Regions from separate parts of the Danio rerio genome. Here region 1 is linked to region 2. Evidence: chromatin contacts called from public Hi-C data. All regions are on one chromosome and are shown on one strand. Each heading gives the region's core, a stretch centred on a gene start, on an enhancer-like site or on the middle of the called end of the contact. The rest is flanking DNA. Distances are from core to core; before and after follow the strand shown.

What was found. A called contact is a pair of places that touch in the nucleus more often than the background predicts.
Region 1: a Hi-C map of hematopoietic stem cells shows a contact between it and region 2, with 2.1 times the contacts expected there. The contact joins the promoter of bcl2l1 here to the promoter of nsfl1c in region 2. A contact is called at or near these places in 2 of 18 Hi-C or Micro-C datasets (caudal fin and hematopoietic stem cells) and 1 of 4 datasets of contacts at active chromatin or transcription factors (embryo).

The regions. Positions count from the first base shown.
Region 1 is chr23:21,883,123-21,890,384 of GRCz12tu, forward strand. It overlaps bcl2l1 (BCL2 like 1), which reads right to left and starts at 1,489. Exons shown (of 3, transcript NM_131807.1): 1 at 1,388-1,489. It overlaps arfgef2 (ADP-ribosylation factor guanine nucleotide-exchange factor 2 (brefeldin A-inhibited)), which reads right to left. Exons shown (of 39, transcript XM_002666467.7): 39 at 5,122-6,407. The coding sequence ends at 6,231.
Region 2 is chr23:21,706,316-21,713,038 of GRCz12tu, forward strand. nsfl1c (NSFL1 (p97) cofactor (p47)) reads right to left here and starts at 2,282. Exons shown (of 10, transcript NM_001007446.1): 1 at 2,166-2,282; 2 at 1,750-1,997; 3 at 1,141-1,238; 4 at 964-1,038. The coding sequence starts at 1,851.

The DNA.
Region 1 (7,262 bases), core at 239-2,738, 180 kb after region 2:
GGGGGTCAGGGTGAAACTTTGGAAGAGGTTAAGGGGCACTGAAGATAAACAGCTTTTTTCACCACCTAAAACCCTCTTACTTAATGAAGAGCTTGATCAAAGGAACAGATGGTAGCCTCTCATCACCTGCCTCCTATGAAAAACATGGACAATTTCCCCTCTCCCCTTGTCCAAGACAAGGCTAAATGTACACTGACCTTGACATGAGTGAATTTTAAACAGCAGGGGGGCACAAATGGCCAACGTGGCTGGAATTATGATTCCCTCATTCGAACAAATCCATAACGGACCTTCTTTGTAGTGCCAGAAGAACTAGCCAAGAGTCACAGACAAAAGATTCCCCAAGGTGTTTTTCATTAGGGGTGCTTTTTACAATGTTTGCTCAGTGTATCTGTATCACTAATCTCTCTTAAACATATAGAACAGTTTGGAGTTATTGATTATAGATCAAATTTACACAGCACTATTTTCTAATTATAAACTCCAATCAAAAGGATTCATTTTTTTCGAGACAACTCCCTAATTCAATGGGCAGCTAGACAGACAGACAGACAGAGACACAATGACTGACATCCAGATAAAATGATCGTTCATGTGTAGAGATTTTCGAAATATCTACATTAAAGAAGAAACGGATTAAAGGCTAAGTTTGTGCTGAATTCGTCTATTTGAGTGCATGGGATGTTCACGCGCTGCATTATCTGATAGCTCGTGGGAAGAGCGCGAGAGTTCTCAGGAAACACTGGATCAGCCAAAAACACGTGCTGACAACAACGAAGCTCAGAGCACAACACATGGCCATCTCAACGCAGCTCTGTGTGTGGCGTGAAAATGACAAAAAACACACATTTCATAGCATTTTTTATTACACTTACTAAGAAATGACTCACTCTTAGTCCGAAATGTGACGCAAAATTTCATCATTAAATAAGAAACACCGCCTTTTATTGAACACGTGTAATGTTATGTATATTTACTGAAGTGGAAGCACGTATTGATGTCGCTGGATTGATCGATGAGTGAATAATTATTCTAATAAAGGCGACACGCGGTGTGTTTACAAACACCAGGTCAACTCACACAGCACAAACACATTCCTGTATACAGCAGCAGCACATGCGCGGCCACGAGAGAGTGTATGGATGCCATACCTCCCAAACACATAAACACACAGAGCTATTCCGCGCTGTCTTATGTTAGTGATCTCAAATAACAACATTTAAAGCTGACACGAGACTGAAGCAAAGATATTATCGAGCAATTTGTTAGAAATTAACCAACACACAAGTCTTGCGTTAACATTTGTCTACTTTATCTTAAGTTATCGCGCTTATTGACAACGTTTACGATAATGACAACACAGAGAGCAAAAGAGCACTGAGCTTACCATAACACAATCTGCTTACTCTTCCCGTAGATTAGTCAACCAAGCAAACAAGCCCTCGAAATTTAGGATAGTTACAGATTAAGCGAGGAAATTAAACAGAAAGCGTGGCAGATCAAAAGTAATACTGTATGTTTGGAAAAAAGCGAGTAAGTGCTAGATATTTCTGTTTAAGGCAGACCTCCCCTCTCTGTGATAGGATATATGATCACCTACATGCGTGACGTGATCAGCCATTACGTAATAAGGCTCCATTATAGGCCCATAACACAGAGGCCGTGCGGAAACAACCAGTCAGTTCTGTCTGGGAAGTAAGAGCAATACTGATCACTTTCAGAGAGGAGCTCGCGCAGAGTCAACCGAGCACGAGAAAACGCTCATTAAAAGGGTCCAATTATTAGCCAAATATCCAAACAAAAATCATAAGCAGCTGGGAAGAGCTTCCCAAACGTCGGCCTGCTAACGTTAAGGAGAAAGGCTGGATGCGGATTATTCTAGATTATTCTCCTGAATCAGTTTAGCATAAATGATTCACGCGTGTGAGTAAAATTGAACAGCCCATGTAACGTTATGTTTAATTCACGAACGAATATGATGCATTTCTGCACACATTACAGTCACGAAAACCACGAGCAAGAGAGCAAATTAATAACAAGCCCTATATAATTTATGGCTCTTACTTGGCCAGGAATGCGTTTCCTGTAAAAATCCAAGTCAACTACGTCAATCTTTCCTCCCTCGGCTAGCTAGCCGTGTAGCTGCTAGCGTCATGGAAGATGGACTGGCTCACCGTGGTAACACCAAATCGCTTGTAAGCGGCTGTAAAGACCCACACCCCTATCGTAGACCATTTGTACTTACTCAGATATTTGAGAGGGCAAATTCATGATGTCCCGCATGATCGATGTGGGTGTTCGTCCTCGGTCTGTGCGGAGCCGCTGTCAGCAGCGCATTCGGTGCAGCGAGCATTCAGCGGCGCAGCGCTCACTCAGTTCCGCCCCTTCAGACTCAGAGCTGCTCTTTAAAACCCAGGAGCAGTTTCATTTATTATTGCAGCAGATCAGATGAGCTCTGCCTGTGCTGGAGTTTTACTGGAGTTGGATTTTACTCACTCCAAAGTCCGTTAGCTAAAGCTTTGTATCATTTGAAAAGCAACAAATTTAGTATATATAATTTAAAACGTCCATTGAGCGTAATTCTGAAATCTAAATTTAACTTCGCAACTTTTACACGTTATCTGTCACTGATATAAATCCCCCTCTTCAGATTTCCTTATCTGTTCACTAATGTTTTGTTCCGAACACTTGACAGGCGTTATGAATGTTAATGTTATTAACCGCAAATGGCTCGCGCTCGTTAAACAAAGAGTGGCAGAATTACTATGGTAACCTTTGTTACCCCCAAACGCGTTTCACTGACAGCGACACCACGTGGTGTATTCAGCTCTTCCCGTTACTAACATCAGGCAAGGCCTTCACTTTTACCTTTTAAAAACTCGTCAAGAGCCTCTATAAGAGGGGTGCCAATACTTTTTCGTATGAAGGGCGAAAAACCAAATGCCGATGATAAATAAACCGAACTAAGTTAGATTAAAGTCGCCATGGGTCATATCCTAATTTATTACCTAATAATTAAAAATGAGTAAACATCACTTTGAATCGTATAACCTAATGCAATATATCTTTTTCATTATAACTACTGCAATAAAAACATAAACGGTCATATGTATAACACAATGGAGAATACACTGAATACACTAATCAAGCAGAATCTGCCTTGCCTTGATTTGCTTCCCAAAGTTTTCTATCCGTCGGGTGACAATATGTACATTTTAAGCTAAATCTGATTATTTGACACCATTTAAATGGAAACGTTTAATTTCACTTAGCCTTTTTTTTGTTAGCTTAATACAACAAACTAATAAAAGTTCACATTAAATTTGAAATGACAATGTCTGAACCATCCTCGGGCTAAATCAAAGGTTACCATGGGCCAACTTTGGCCCGTGGGCCCTAGTTTGGGCATCTCTGCTCTATTTAAACTTTTAAAGTATAGACCTAAAGCATTATATAAACTTAAAACAAATCTTGTACAATAACATATTACTCATTTGAAATGATTAAAGTTATGAATTAGTTGACAGAAATGTCTTCAATAAAGAAGAAACAGTTAAAGGACAATGAAACCCCCCTCTTTCAGCTCAAGTCTACCTCAGAATTTTTTCAAAAGATTTTACAAAGTTAAAATGCAAAGAAATAAGGAATAAATTAATGTCCTGCTACATATGTTCCACAATTTGTTATATCATTATAAAGATAATCATGTAAACACTATAAATGAGGAGGACTTCTCTCCTTCTGAATCACCGGGGTTGAATGCAGATACAGTGGATAGCAGTGCAGCAGGTCTCTTTCCCTGTCTGTTTCAACCAATAGCCCTACCGGCAATCTGTGGGATTTTAAACATGGCGAACACAGCAGCACGGATATAGGCGATGTGTTTGAATAGTAACAAACTCAACTGATAAAAGACAAAGTCTGCCATCCTCCAATTCTCGTACAGCCCTCCTGACAAAAATGTTTGCTGCAAACCAACAGCTTTGTGGGGAAAAAAAAAACATCCAACAAACCCTGTGAATCATGGAAACAAACGCATAACATTACGACCCTTCATAAACAGCTAAATACTGCTAGCCATGAGCAGACGCAGTCTCACCTAGTCATTGGGTCTCACTGCTTGGCAGGTCTGCTATGACTTCGGAAAGCTCTCATGAATAATTAAGATGAAGGGTCTTCTCATAGGATAAGAACACTCAGCTATGAATAATAATGAGAAACTCCAAACATCACTCTACTTGCAGATTTGCAATTTGTCAAAGATTTTGATTCTGCCCCAAAAATTATTTCAAACCAAGAAGATGAAATTAACCAACAACAGCTGAAAATTATCCAGTTTTCCCCACATTTAAAGCTGACAGGTGCTAATGTTGACTTAAATGATGCTTCGCACACACAAATCTGTGAAGAGTTCTCAAGAATGTCTTAAACCTTTAAAGAAAAGGGAGTTTTAAACATCAGAGAATATTTGCAAAATCCTTCATGTCGTCTGAATTTGTCTTCTAAAATGAACATTTTTCTTAGCCTCCAATGTTTATGTTCAGTCATATTGAGCATTTCCTGGTCCTAAAATTAGACGTTCCCCCTCCACTTCTGTGTTTTAAAGACCTGTCTATTTTCTCTCGCTCTTAATACTCCATGACCGTTTCTATTTGGTAAATGTTTCTTGTATATTCTGCTTTCTTCTAATCTTTAGTACTACTATGTACACACTTTGGTTGTTTGTGAATGTGCTTTCTAAATAAATATTCTATTGTATTGTAAATGACCAAACCTGCACACAGGAGTCCGAGAAGTCTCAATTGAAACATTTCAGACAGAAGTTCTTAATATTTCACCCACATTTTGAAAACCCTTCACTCTTCAAGATATTTGCCATTGATGGTTACATGAAGAACCTGTAAAATCCACCATTGCACAAAGACTTTAGATTATGAAATGGTTCCTCAAACTACATTCATCACTGTGAAAAAGCTTTTTAGTTCCTCCCGGCACCTTTATTTTTAAGAGTGTTTTCTGTGTTTGTTATGTATATAAAACACTTGATACAGACACCAAAAAGAAGATGCCTCATATCTGCCCCTCTACATCCTTCAACACAGGAACAAATCCAGGATCAAATTCACTGGTTCAGAATTCAAACTTTATTGATTACTTCACCAAATGCCTGTAAGATTACATCACAATATGTATAGAGTTGAACATTATCTGTATATTTTACATGAAAACTTTACACATTGTATTTCTTCATATACTATATATATTTATATTTCCCAACCTCAGGGAGGCAAAGTAGACATCCATAGTTGCAAGGGAAGGAATGCTTTTCAGAAAATATTTAAATGCACTTCAAGAATGAAATACATCCTTCGTGGAAATGAACCGGGGTTTGGATATACACTGGTAATACACTAGTAAGCCATATGCTGTTGGGGTTCATGAAGATATACCTGGTTTATACAGTACATCCGTAGTCCTGGGTTTCTTTCATAATGACTCCCATTGCGTAGACTTGTCAATTCAGTCCGACTCTGAATCAGGAGCAAGCAGCACTTGCGAAAAAAAATGAACAATTAAAAAAAATCTATTATTAAAGCAAACTTGAGTGGAGTAAAATTAAATAATATTCATTAGATGTCTTAAGATTTTGATAAATATGAAAACAAATAAACCCTTCAAATCACAAACCTAAATCTGCTGAAAAGCCTGTGTGGAATGGTAGTGTGTGTGTGTGTGTGGATTAACACCAGATGCTTTGAAAGGAACTGTTACATTCTTATGACAACGTGTGTTTTGCTGTAACTCCAAATCAAAGTCTTTCCCCACAAACTAAAATCATTTTAACGGCTTAAAGTTAATCTGAGATGCTTATTTAATCAGTAAATGAAAACGGCCATTGCTCACTGGGTGTCTCAGAGGTTGATCTCATTTCTGTAGGTTTGTTTCTTTGAGAAAAACGACAAATGAACAGATCAGAACAAAGATGAAATCAACAGACGATCAGATACACAGCAGTACTGGTAATAAATTACGGTGGCAGCAATCCTGAAGAAAGTCAAACCTAAAAAGAAGCACAAGTGACTCATGTGTTGATGACGGAGCAGAAGCGTCACAGTGCTGTTCTCTCATCAAAGCTGGCGTTCAAAGAAAACGTTCAGGACAGTCATTCTGTGTCCCATCCATGCTACAGTCTCGCTCTCTTCCCAGTTCATCTCTGTTCTCTTTATGCTTTATGATGAAGATGATGATGACGAAGGCTGTGCTTGGCCCAGTTCAGGAGCAGCGATGTGGAAGACGGAACCGATGCGGAGGAAAAATCGCCGCAGAACAGCGCGGAGCTCCGGAATGAGGTCGAACTGCATCATCTCACATAGATGGTGGTAGTAGCAGGAGGCATGAGGCTTGAACTGGGGGAGAAAAAACAGGGGTACACATTAATTTCATATTTTAATAAATCTATATTTTAAAAATATTTGTTATTTTGTTATTTTATATTGGTGTTTAATGTTTTCAGTTAATATTGTTGTTAATATTTTTAGTTATTTCATGTAATTTAATTTTATAAAGTTTTGTTTTTATTTTTAAATGTGAAATTTGGTTTAATTTCATATTTAATTTAAGTATTTATTCTTACATTTAATATTACATTTATATATATTTTTTATTTTGCCATTTTATATTTATTTATTTAAATTTTCATATTTTAAAGTTATTTGTTTTATATTCATATGCACTCACTGGCCACTTTATTAGGTACACCTTACTAGTACCGGGTTGGACCCCCTTTTGCCGTCAGAACTCCCTTAATCCTTCGTGGCATAGATTCAACAAGGTACTGGAAATACTCCTCAGAGGTTTTGGTCCATGTTAACATGATATCATCACACACAGCATTGCTGTAGATTTGTCGGCTTCACATCCATGATGCAAATCTCCTGTTCCACCACATCCCAAAGTTGCTCTATTGGATTGGGATCTGGAGACTGTGGAGGCCATTTGAGTGCAGTGAACCCATTGTCATGTTCAAGAAACCAGTCTGAGATGATTTGAACTTTATGACATGTCGCATTATCCTGCTGGAAGTAGTCATCAGAAGACATGATCAGCAACAATATTCAGATAGGCTGTGCCGTTGACACAATGCTCAATTAGTACTAATGGGCCCAAAGTTTGCCAAAAAATATCCCCCACGCCATTACACCACCACCACCAGCCTGAAGCGTTGATGCAAGGCAGGACCCAAGCTTTCATATTGTTGACAC
Region 2 (6,723 bases), core at 1,032-3,531:
TTTAAGCATGTTAGCGAGAGAGAGAGCACAACAGCCGCAATATAAACTAACATAAAACTGTTGCATACATCACGCCATGGACATTACCTTAAAATGCCTACTGGTTTAAAACTGCCTAGATTAAAATAAGATGGTCAAACAAGATTTTTTTTGTCATAAACAATAGTAAAACAACTTGTCAAAAAGTATTTAAAAAAATAAACCCTGCAAACAGATTAAATACAGGAATGGAGAAAATGGCACTCTTTTATTATCAGCTGTCAGTCAGCGCCCGCTCTTTTTTTTCCTGGTCATTCCGCCTTTGCCATGTGCAGTGTAAATGTACACAATCAGATACAAGTCACTTTTAAAAAATGATGCAAGCAGGTCAACAACAAAAAAATCAGATTAAAGCCTTGGTTTTGTCCGACAAGAGTGTTATTCCTATCTATGTCTATCCATCTGTAAGTAACAAAAACATTTATCACTGTTGTAATCTCACCATGGAACATTGTAACCAATCAAACAGTCTGACATATTAATGACCTCATGTGGATCGCCAGAGTCAGTGTTTTGTTCTGATCGGCCTGTTTTAGACTGGGATTTAACTCACAATATTTACATGAGAACAAGGAAACAATGGTGTTTGAATTGCATGGTATGTTGTTAACATTTACTAAACTCTTATTTTTACACTACACTGAGGTATATAGAGACTGTCAATCCATGGCATCTTCAAATGGATGTTCAAAATGATATGATGTATCAACAATAAACCACATAATACTTTTTAATTGATCAAAACAGACAGATAATGTTCAGATAAGTGTTCAGTGACAAATACTGTAACTGTTAACTGCATGGATCAATAGTTGTTAGTGAAATCAGTATTGTCAATCTTATTGTTTCCCAGACAAAGATCATTAGAAAGTTGAGTTCATGGTCGATGACTTTAGCTGTCATTAAGTGTGAAAAAAAAGATACCTCTGGCCTTCCTCATCACCACTGTCATCATCATCCTCATGCATCAGATCTCTGAAGGATGTCACTCTGTGTTCGCTGAAATCAAATGAGACACCGTTAAACACAGCTCACTCTTACGACATGAACCCTACAGCATATCATCGAGGTCCAAATAGTTTATGGGTATAGCTGTGTAACCTGGGTCCTGTGGGTCGAGTGACAGATCCAGACTCTGGCTGAGGAAGAGTGGCAATATCATCTTCTCCTCCATCTTCAAAGAAATTAGCAAGAGCAAGCTAAAAACGGACCAAAAAAAAAGAGCTGTCACTTCATTCACACACTGACACGCAAACAGAACAGAAAAAACATCCATTATATACATTAACTAATTAGATGTTTCAGACTAATATTATGAATGACTAAGAAATAACACATTTTAGGATGTTTCAGGGCGAGACTAAATTAAACCACGAATGTAAACATGGGTATTTACCGACAAGGCCAAAGCTGCTAAGTTATAGCTTAATTTCTATGTAAAACACTCCGGGAATGTTTAAATATCTAAGCATTAGAGAAATACTGAGTGGCAAATCCCAAAGCGTGAATTTCAGCATTTGTGATCAACTAGATAAAGCAGTTTAAGAAAGTCCTGATGATTTTAATCAGGAGTGACTTGCACATTTTGTTAGCCGGTTACACCTCTGACTGGCTCTCGGTGCAGGCTTAAAGTCTCCTGAATTCTCGCCCGCAGAGCTTTTGATTTACAGCACAATCCTTCATTGATAAAGTGTCCGGTATGCTGCTGACCTGCAGGTCCCAGCCGGCGGACTCGAGGAAGAACCGGGCCCTCTCTTCATCAACATCAGTAACAGCGACGAATCCCCTCACCGCTTCTTCCCGCTCCGCCATTTTGATGTGTCACGCCGAGGAAGGATCCGACAAAACACGGGGCAAGCGAAAGCTGGTTCCGCTGTTTTGGAGCGCAATATTTTAGATTTAGACCAAGGTGCCCAAACTTTTTCTTATGAAGGGTCAAAAACCAAACTTCACTGAGGCTAGTGGGCCAAAGGTAAATAAATATAGTTAATTTATTTAATAATATTTAAAAATAAGAAGAAAACATTGGTGTATATTAACTAAAACAGCATCGTTTATTTTACATTTTAAAATGAACTTATTTCAGTAAAAACAAAAACATCTCATTTATATCAGAATAGACTTACTCTAGTTTTTGCCTGGAATTGCTCACAAACAAACAACAAACAAACAAACTAACAAAAAAGTTTACGCCAAATTAGAAATGATGATCTCCGTTAAAGACATGTTCACCCCAAGCATCTCCATCACAGCTACTCATTCTATTCTCAAATGTGATGCACTGGGCTGCATCAAACGTTACAATGGGCTAATTTTAGCTCGCGGGCCATATTTTGGGCATTTGTTTTAGACGATTTTCTGTTCTCAATTCAAACTTTTACAGATTGATTTTATAGTTGAAAACAGCTATTGTTTAATTTTAAAGATTTATAATATTAATCAAAAGAGCAAAAACATACAAACTTGAAGGATAAAAACGCACTATAATGAACAGATATAAATGACATTTAAAGTATTTTCACATAGTAAAAGAATAGTTGTTTAAATTCAAATTTAATTCGTAATAAAATAATTATAATGAAATAAATTAAGCTTGATTCCCAGAGATGGGTTGCGGCAGGAAGGGCATTTTCGCTGCGTAAAACATGTGCTGGATAAGTTGGCGGTTCGTTCTGCTGTGGCGACCCCGGATTAATAAAGCGACTAAGAAAATAAATGAATGAATGAATAAATTAAGCTTCAGAGCAGAAGAGACTTTTTTAACAAAATAGTTTTCCAAACTTCTGACTAGCAGTGTATATTTATTAAGTAGCTTATAAGTTAGCATTCTTTTTGATTGTATTATTGCAGATATTAGTAATTATTAGCAAATATAGGGAACATAATTAATATTAAAATTCAGTATGTTATTGTAGTATTTACTATGACAGAAAACCTTTGTAATATATTTATTAACCAGCAGATGGCAACACAGACCTTTTTGCTGGTCAACATTAATATGTCGTACATTTTCAGGTTCACATCATGTACCCGTCATATGGTATTGAAAAAGTTGTTAGTACATTATACACACACACACACACACACACACACACACACACACACACACACACACACACACACACACACACACACATATATATATATATATATATATATATATATATATATATATATATATATATATATATATATATATATATATATATATATATATATATATATATATATATATATAATTATTATAATGAAGTATGAAGTATTGTTTAAAGCATATGGTTGAATTTTAATTAATTAATTAATTAAAAATTAATTTACACATCATGTCTGTAATTATACCTAACATAAATGCTTCAGAATGAGATGTTAGGTACAATTACAGAAGTAACAATAAATTACAATAAATAAATAAATAAATAATTTAAACAAGCTTTAACCAATACTCCATACTTAATAAAATAAATGCTAAAAGTAATATAATATTATTAAAATATTATATTTGTATAAGAGTATTTTTTTTCAAAATGTTAAAAATTTAACTTTTTTTTCTGTGCAGTAACTGATACTTACTAAAAATAATTGATTACATTTTCCCGAAGATTTATTTTCCAAAGTAAAAAACTAGGTTGATTTATACATGCAATGATTTCACACAGGGAAGCTTTTACACACCAGCAGACAATGACTTATTTATTGTGTGACCTGGATTGGATATTTCCCTCTATATTCATGTATTAGCCACTGCTGATTCAAAGGTCCCTAAACAGAGGCGAAGTATGTGCTAAATGAGTTTTGGGAGGATGTAATTCAGCACATATTGTTTCTGCAGTTGCTTTGTAGTTTGTTTTAAAGCTGGTTTGATCTTCACAGATAATCAGGTTCTGACTAAACACCAGAGCATCGCTGTCATCATTCAGCCCCAAGCTTTCCTTTGCTATCAACTCACCGCAGCTGCTGCAAGACAGCAATATGCCCTCAAATGTAGGAGCTGGTTTTTAATCATCTTGCAGGGCCTAAAGGCAATTGAACACATTTTCTATTTTTATATGCATTATTGCTCTTCAGAAATGTGCCTCCTCTTTCTGAAGCTGCTTGGATCTTGAGACTGGATGTTGTATGTATCCTGTGCCACAGAAACATCAATATAAAGAAAGGCATTATGCAATATATTACATAACATTTTTATATATGTGGAATTAATGCTCATATATTTTATATATTTATTAAAACTGTCTTTCATGAACACCACACTGTAAAAATATATATAATCACTTAGTCCTGACAGCATGTTTTTAGTTCATTAAGTTACTCATTAAAGTTAATCATGTTCTGACTTAGGCAAGGCAGTGGCGCAGCAGGTAGTGCTGTTGCCTCACAGCAAGAAGGTCGCTGGGTCGCTGGTTCGAACCTTGGCTCAGTTGGTGTTTCTGTGTGGAGTTTGCATGTTCTTCCTGCCTTCCTGCCGTTGCATGGGTTTCCACCAGGTGCTCCAGTTTCCCCCACAGTCCAAAAACATGTGTGTGTAAATGTGGGTGTGGATGTTTCCCAGAGATGGGTTGCAGCTGGAAGGCATCCGCTGTGTTAAAACTTGCTGGATAAGTTGGCGGTTCATTCCGCTGTGGCGACCTCGGATTAATAAAGGGACTAAGCCGACAAGAAAATGAATGAAGAAAATGTTCTGACTTAATTTTATAAGTTATTCTAGCTGTTTAAAGTCAGTTTAACATAATGTAAGTTCAATGAATTCATAAGATTAATTTGATTCAGCTTAAAAATTAATCAAGGCAAATTAATTAAGGCATCCAGGATTTTTTTTACAGTGCAGGAAAAATGAAGAAACTAAAAGCAAGTACACTTCAAGTAGCAAAACTGCTGCCTTCAATTTTTTTAGTTCAATCAAATTAACATTTCTAGTCATCTGAAATTAACGTTTCTTACGTCAGTTAAACTGACTATAAATATTTGATTAAACTTTGTATAACTTAATAATATACAATTTATTTGAAACCTGATTAACATATTAAAATAACTTAAAGCAAGTAAAAATAATTTGTTTTCTTGATTTATTGTCAGATTTTTTACAGTTTATAAATGGCAACTAAAAATAAATATATTTAAAGAAACATGAAGTTCCTTTATTTCAGCTACACACTGATTACTATTTAATAAAAGGTTATGACAACAAATGTTTTTGTAAATTTAACTTATGTTAATACCTATTTTAACTATTTTTATGTTATACAACGTTTAGTTTAATGTTTTAGTCAGTTTGATTGATGTAAGTTAAAAAGAAGTTGAAGATTGAAGATTGAAAACAGTTGATTTAACTAAAAGATTGAAGGCAGCAAGAATGTATTCTCATTGTAGTTGCAACAGAAATATTAATTTTATTTTTCTTTAACTTTATTGAAGTCAGGAGTATTAGCCCCTCTTGGATTTTTTTCTTTTTTTAAATGTTTCTAAAATGATGTTTAACAGAGCAAGGAAATTTTCACAGTATGTCTGATAATATTATTTCTTCTGAAGAAAGTCTTTTGTGTTTTATTTTGTCTAGAATAAAATCAGTTTTTAATTTTTTAAAAACATTTTAAGGTCAAAATATTTTGCCCCTTTTAAGCTATATATATATATATATATATATGTCTACAGAACAAACCATCGTTATACAATAAATTGCCTAATTACTCTAACCTGCCTAGTTAACATAATTAACCTAGTTAAACCTTTAAATGTCACTTTAAGCTGTATAAAAGTGTCTTGAAAAATATCTAATAAAATATTATTTACTGTCATCATGGCAAAGATAAAATAAATCAGTAATTAGAAATGAGTTATTAAAACTATTATGATTAGAAATGTGATGAAAAAAACTTATCTCCGTAAAACAGAAAATGGGGGGGAATAAACAGGGGCGGCTAATAATTCTAACTTCAACTGTATTTAAGCTGCTAAAATATTAGAAAAATATTTAAACAAAAATGACTTAAACTTCACCTAAAATTTAAAAAAAGTATGTAAAATATAAAACAAAACAAATGCATGTTTCTAACATTTTTAGCAAACTGTAAAAAGTGAGATTAAAAAGTCATGACAACTTATGTTTTACATAACTTAATTTAGTAAGTTAATCAGGTTTCAACTCATTTTTTAAGGTTGACAAATTTTAAGTTGATGTTTTAAATCAGTTTATTTAATGCAAGTGAAAATGACCTGGTTATAAATTGGTTCAACTTAAAAATGTAGGTAAGCAACATATTTATTACAGTGCAGAAGTATAAATTCACAATGCACAATGAAAAGCATAAATACACAATGCTAGCATGTTTCTAACATGTTTGGCACATTTCTATCATGAATTAGCATTATTAGTATATTTCTATTATGCATTAACAAATGGAAGTTGCTATCATGGGCAACACGGTAGCTCAGTGGTTAGCACTACCGCCTCACAGCAAGAAGTTCACTACTTCGAGCCCCTGTTGGGTCAGTTGGCATTTCTGTGTGGAGTTTGCATTATCTTCCCATGTTGTCATGGGTTTTCTCCAGGTGCTCCGGCTTTCCCCACAGTCCAAAAACATGCGCTATAGTCTGAACTAATTTGGCCGTATAGTGTATGTGTGTGAATAAGAGTCTATGGATGTTTCCCTGTAATGGGTTGCAGCTGGAAGAACATACGCTGTGTAA